Regions from separate parts of the Sus scrofa genome. Here region 1 is linked to region 2. Evidence: chromatin contacts called from public HiChIP or PLAC-seq data. All regions are on one chromosome and are shown on one strand. Each heading gives the region's core, a stretch centred on a gene start, on an enhancer-like site or on the middle of the called end of the contact. The rest is flanking DNA. Distances are from core to core; before and after follow the strand shown.

Region 1 (2,700 bases), core at 26-2,525, 220 kb after region 2:
GCCATAGGAGTCACCTCCTCCATGTGTTCAAATTGTCACATTTCTTGCAGCTAGCTCCTCACAAGAATTTCTTCAGGTCTAGCTGAGGAAGTTCTGAGTGAGTGCTGCAGACAGAAGATGGGCTTCTGGTGGCCTTATTCCTGGTCTGACCTCTGCCTCCAGGGTGCTGGGCTATGTGAGGCTCATGGAGTGACACTGGAGGCTTGAGGGCCAGGTATTCCTGGTGAAGTGATGGTTGGGAGCATTGCACACCACACCTGCTGGCAGCCCTCTCTTTTCCCAGCAGAGTTTCTGAGTGGCAGCATGAGGTGAGGGCAAACAGGGGTCCAGTGGTTCACATGCTTGGTGAGGATTAGGGCTGGCAGTTCTTCAGAAGCCCTGGGCTGGGCACTGAGAAAGTAGATGGTGCCCAGAAGCTCCATCCCCAGAAGCTATGTCACATTCTGTTCTCCTAAACAGGAGAGGTGTGGCGTGAACAGGACTGGCCAGGCCATCCAACTACATAATGGCCCATGTCACAGCTTCAGGGCTGCTCACAGCTCAGGGTAGTCTCACATGCAGACCCCACCCAGCAAGTTCCTGGCTCCTCAGGCTTGAGTCTGGGCCCTGTGAGTGTTCACCTTGGGGCCAAGAGCCAGGAACATGGGCCCCACAGTACCCAGGCAGGTGGACAGGTAGAAGCACTGGTGCTGCGCTCCTCAGCTGGTGTGACCAATCAGGGCCCAGCCATCAGCACTTAGGGTGCACTGGCTCCTGGGAGAGGCTGGCGCTGGTGGGCTACTTGGCTTCTACCAGCTGCTCCAGGCGCTGGAGCATGGTCAGACGCAGGGCTTGGAACCTGGAGGAAGACACAGACAAGAGGACTCACTGATAGCTGGCAGGGACAGGGAGCGGGGAACAGAGCAAGGGAGCACACAGATGCTGGCCCTGGACCCACTGCTCCTGACTGGCTGATTAGCAGCCACCATCTCTCCCCTGCCAAGGATAGGGAAGAGGCAGGCCCATATCTGGCAGGCCCACTGGCTTTGAGGAACAGTCAGCAGCAGACTCTGTTAAGCTTCAAAGCAGAATGCCACCATTTCTATTCCAAAGATTCTCCAGTATGAACAGGGCCATGCCGGAGTGGACAGGGGTATGCTGGAGAAGTCAGGATGGCAGCACAGGGATCAGGAAGCCTGTATTTAAGCCCTAGCTCTGCAATCATGTGATGTGGCCTCCTTGCTCATCTTGGGCCACTATTTCCTCTCTGTACTCTGAATAGACTGATCAGGTGACGCCCAGGATCTTTCCAGCTACAGTGATGCTGCTGACTGCACATGGACTGTTTCCTCTGATCGAGGTCTCCGTTGACTGCCGGAAGGGGGCTTGACTGCCCAGACAGAAGCCTGGGGGGCCTGTGGCTTTCTAAGAATCCTGCAGCCAGAAGCCAGAATGTGAACCAGTCCCCCGACCACAGGCCCTCACAGTGAGAGGCCTCTCTCCTTCCCTTCCTAAGAGGGACCCTGATATCTGCAGAGGGAGAGACAGATTATCTGGATGTGCAATCTGGTTAACCTCACACAGCTGGGCCCTGGCTCCCCAGGAGCCAGCAGGTGACACCTGCTCACCTTTCCATTGAACTGGTCCCCTGCACCTGAAAACCTCAGCTGGTGTAGGTAGTTCTCATAACTAATTCTCGCTAGTGTGAAAGGCCCAGATCAGGCCAAACGTATGTGCCAAGCAGGCCCCCTCTTTGGTTGTTCCTCCAAAACAGTGTCACCAGCCGAACACACAACCCTGGTTCAGGTCCCACCCGTGCTCCTGCCTGACTCCCCTGCCTGGTTTTCAGCAACCTATGCCCATCCCTTGCTGGTGAGGTTGCTGAGGCTAGATGGGTGGTCTGGGTTGCATCCCGTCACTTGAACAGGCTGTCGCCCCAGTGTCAGTATGGAGCAAGGGGTCAGGGGGTGGTGCTAGGGAGCCAGGGTTAGCAGGCCTCCCTGAGCTGTGCAAGGGCACCTGGCCCACCTGGAAGAGGGGGCTCTCCCAGCCCCGGGGTGCCCTGCCCTATGGACTCGCCCTGACATTCAGACCCACAACTGGCTCTTTCAGTGCTGCTTACTTCATGGTCAGTTTGATTATTTCTCTTTCCTCCTCTTCTTTTAATTTTTCAACAAAACTGTCCAGCACCGGCATTTCAAACTTAATGTACTGAGCGACCTAGAAAATCCAAGAACATTTCAACGTGCTTTAAATTAGAAGCCTAAAATGTGTATCCTTTGCCTCGTGGCTTCCATGGCGGCCGATTCAGCAAGGTCTCAGATCCAAGGAAACGGTTGCCTCTCTCTCCTCCCACCCCCAACACTGCTCTGAGGATGGGTCCATTCTTACCTCAAAGGGAGCTACGCTCCCTGGGAGGAAAGATTAAGCTGAATTTTAGGAAAAGCATTCAATAGTGAGCTGGTCACACTGGGTGTTCTCTGGGGCAGGGGTGGAGATGGTGGGAATGCTATTGTTTCTAACAATGGAATGAAACTACACTGGTCTGTGAATGGCCCCAGGGATACAGGGTCATGGCCTGCTCCTTGAGGTCCACACCCTAGAGGCCTTTTCTTCCAGGGGAATTTGGAAATGCACTCATCGCCCAGCCAGGGCTCAGGCTGTCCAGAGACAGACATCCACCGGGTCCCTTCCATCAGCCCTGGTTAGGCCCTCGTTAAG
Region 2 (2,785 bases), core at 7-2,506:
AGATCAATGTCATCAGATATTGGAGAAGGTATGGGTAACAGGATATTTTCATATACCATTGGTAGGATTGAAAATTGCTATAAAATTTTGGGAAGGGAATTTTGTCGGTATTTCTTAAAATGAAAAATGCTTAGTTGATCCAGGACTTTGAGTTCTGGAAATTAATCTGATAGTAATTAAAGCACGAGTAATCAAGATGTTTGTACAGAGTTGTTTCTCGCAGCACTGTTTTTTTTTTTTTTTTATTTTCCCACTGTGCAGCAAGGGGGTCAGGTTATCCTTAGATGTATACATTGCAGTTACAGTTTTTTCCCCCACCCTTTCTTCTGTTGCAACATGAATATCTAGACATAGTTCTCAATGCTATTCAGCAGGATCTCCTTGTAAATCTATTCTAGGTTGTGTCTGATAAGCCCAAGCTCCCGATCCCTCCCACTCCCTCCCCCTCCCATCAGGCAACCACAAGTCTCTTCTCTAAGTCCATGATTTTCTTTTCTGAGGAGATGTTCATTTGTGCTGGATATTAGATTCCAGTTATAAGTGATATCATATGGTATTTGTCTTTGTCTTTCTGGCTCATTTCACTCAGGATGAGATTCTCTAGTTCCATCCATGTTGCTGCAAATGGCATGATGTCATTCTTTTTTATGGCTGAGTAGTATTCCATTGTGTATATATACCACTCTTCCGAATCCAGTCATCTGTCGATGGACATTTGGGTTGTTTCCATGTCCTGGCTATTGTGAATATCGCAGCACTGTTTTTAATACCAAAACCAAATACACCAAAATGTATTTCCCAATATAAATATGTTCCCAATATACAAATGGGAAACAAGCTGAATGTCCATCAATAGGAGAATGGCTGAATAAGCTCTGGTACCTTCATGCAAAGTGAGAACTATGTGGCAACTTAAGGGCGAGGGAAACAGTGAGATGACGCACACACATGAGATTAACAGGAATGAAGATGTCTCAAGGAGTGAAGTGGGTCCATGGTGTGGGGAGAGAACCACTCAGGAATGGCTCTACGGTGAAACTTGGCAGGACCCCTTTCGAAAACAATCGGCGATATTTAGAAAACTTAACATGTGGTCTGCAAACGTGCATGTCTACTCTCGGGATGTTCCCAGTGTACCTCTTTCACAGGAGCACCAGGAGACCAGCCGTGTAAGGAGGCTCTCAGCCGGGCAGTTGTAATGGACAGAAAGTAAAGACAGCCCACACGTCCACCAGGGGGCAGTGGGAGGGCACAGCGGTTGGTCACACGACAGTGCGCTGTACAGAAGCTACAATGAATGGTCAACACTTATCTGTGTCAACCGGTTGTTCTTCGAAACAGAACAAGTGAAAAAAGCAAGTCAAAGGATGATTAGATTAAATGATGTAGATGAAAATCCATCACACCATATATCATGTGTGTGTGTGTGTGCCCGCCACACAGGAATATGCAGTCGCAGTGAGCGGACATGAGCACTGGGTTACAATCTGTGTGAGGGTCTCCTTCTCCTTCCCTGGCTGGTTGTGTGGTGAGAGCCAGCTGGGCTTGTCAACTTCTGACATACGGGAAACTATTCTTAGTTGTGACTTGACTTCCAAGCTGTGATCTGGAAGCCTGAGAGTCCATGTGAAAGAGGAACTAGAAGAATATGCAGACGTGACAAGTTCAGTGTTTCCTGAACGGAAGCAAAGGAAGAGGTCTGAAAAGGACAGATGAGTAGGAGGAAGAAAAGATGGCAATTAGATTTATCTCACCAGAAAACCCCCTGCCCCATCTCCTTAAACCCTGCTGAAAGTCCCATCTCTGTAGAACAAACACACCACTGAACCAACCTCTCTCTGGGGGAGGGGTATTTCCCAGATAAGGCTGCACACAGCATTCGTTCTGCAGGACTTTAAGAGTCAAGCTCTTTTGGGAAACACTGGATTAAAACCTTTTTTTTTTTTTTAAACCAGGGTCCATTACCCCAGAACTTCTCCGAATCTTTAGTGTTTATGTGCATTGGGAACCTCTAAGTGGGGGGATGCAATATAGTTTCCCAAACTTCACTATGGAGAGAAAGTTTTGGGACCAATGATCCAGGGCACACTTTGGAAAATACTGGGTTAAGGCAACATGCCTGCAGAGCTGATTTAATTTATCAGCCATTAAGGTCTTAGTCTGAATTAGTGGAACTGATAGGACTCGCTGTCCACTCTCTTAACAGGAAACAAACTAGCCTGATTCTCTGAAATCTGTTTAACATTACCACAATCTAGGACTCCGTCCTTCCAAGGCCAGCAGCACAGAGAGTGCTCACTGGAGGGACTTTGCCACGGGTGGCTGAAGTGGGGTAGGAAAGTCGAGAAAGGGGCATATGAACACCAACCTTTAGGATGGGAGGGGGCGGTGCAGAGCTCTTGACAATGCCTTGGGCACTGCATCAAGCACAAAGGTCTAAAACATCAATAAGGGAGTTCCCGTCGTGGCGCAGTGGTTAACGAATCCGACTAGGAACCATGAGGTTGCGGGTTCGGTCCCTGCCCTTGCTCAGTGGGTTAACGATCCGGCGTTGCTGTGAGCTGTGGTGTAGGTCGCAGACGCGGCTCGGGTCCCGCGTTGCTGTGGCTCTGGTGTAGGCCGGTGGCTACAGCTCTGATTGGACCCCTAGCCTGGGAACCTCCATATGCCGCGGGAGCGGCCCAAGAAATAGCAACAACAACAAAAAGACAAAAAAATAAAATAAAATAAAATAAAACATCAATAAGGTGCCTGAGCTGAGATGCTTACTCACAAAATTCTACAA

What was found. HiChIP or PLAC-seq counts read pairs in DNA pulled down with a chosen protein or histone mark.
Region 1: an H3K27ac HiChIP or PLAC-seq map of alveolar macrophages shows a contact between it and region 2. The contact joins two enhancer-like sites. A contact is called at or near these places in 2 of 47 Hi-C or Micro-C datasets (liver and skeletal muscle) and 1 of 2 datasets of contacts at active chromatin or transcription factors (alveolar macrophages).

Annotation. Positions count from the first base shown.
Region 1 is chr14:91,104,191-91,106,890 of Sscrofa11.1, forward strand. It overlaps RASSF4 (Ras association (RalGDS/AF-6) domain family member 4), which reads right to left. Exons shown (of 11, transcript NM_001243337.1): 10 at 2,102-2,199; 11 at 1-838. The coding sequence ends at 778. Among named protein-coding and RNA genes, the nearest start is that of ZNF22, 8.7 kb to the left of the region's middle. Within about 2 kb of position 1,276, at least 11 of the 83 cell types and tissues checked have an H3K27ac peak or open chromatin away from gene starts, as enhancers often do. A contact at or near this core is called in alveolar macrophages, where this site is marked.
Region 2 is chr14:90,883,920-90,886,704 of Sscrofa11.1, forward strand. The region is part of intron 3 of ALOX5 (arachidonate 5-lipoxygenase); the gene reads right to left. Among named protein-coding and RNA genes, the nearest start is that of ALOX5, 22 kb to the right of the region's middle. Within about 2 kb of position 1,257, at least 7 of the 83 cell types and tissues checked have an H3K27ac peak or open chromatin away from gene starts, as enhancers often do. A contact at or near this core is called in alveolar macrophages, where this site is marked.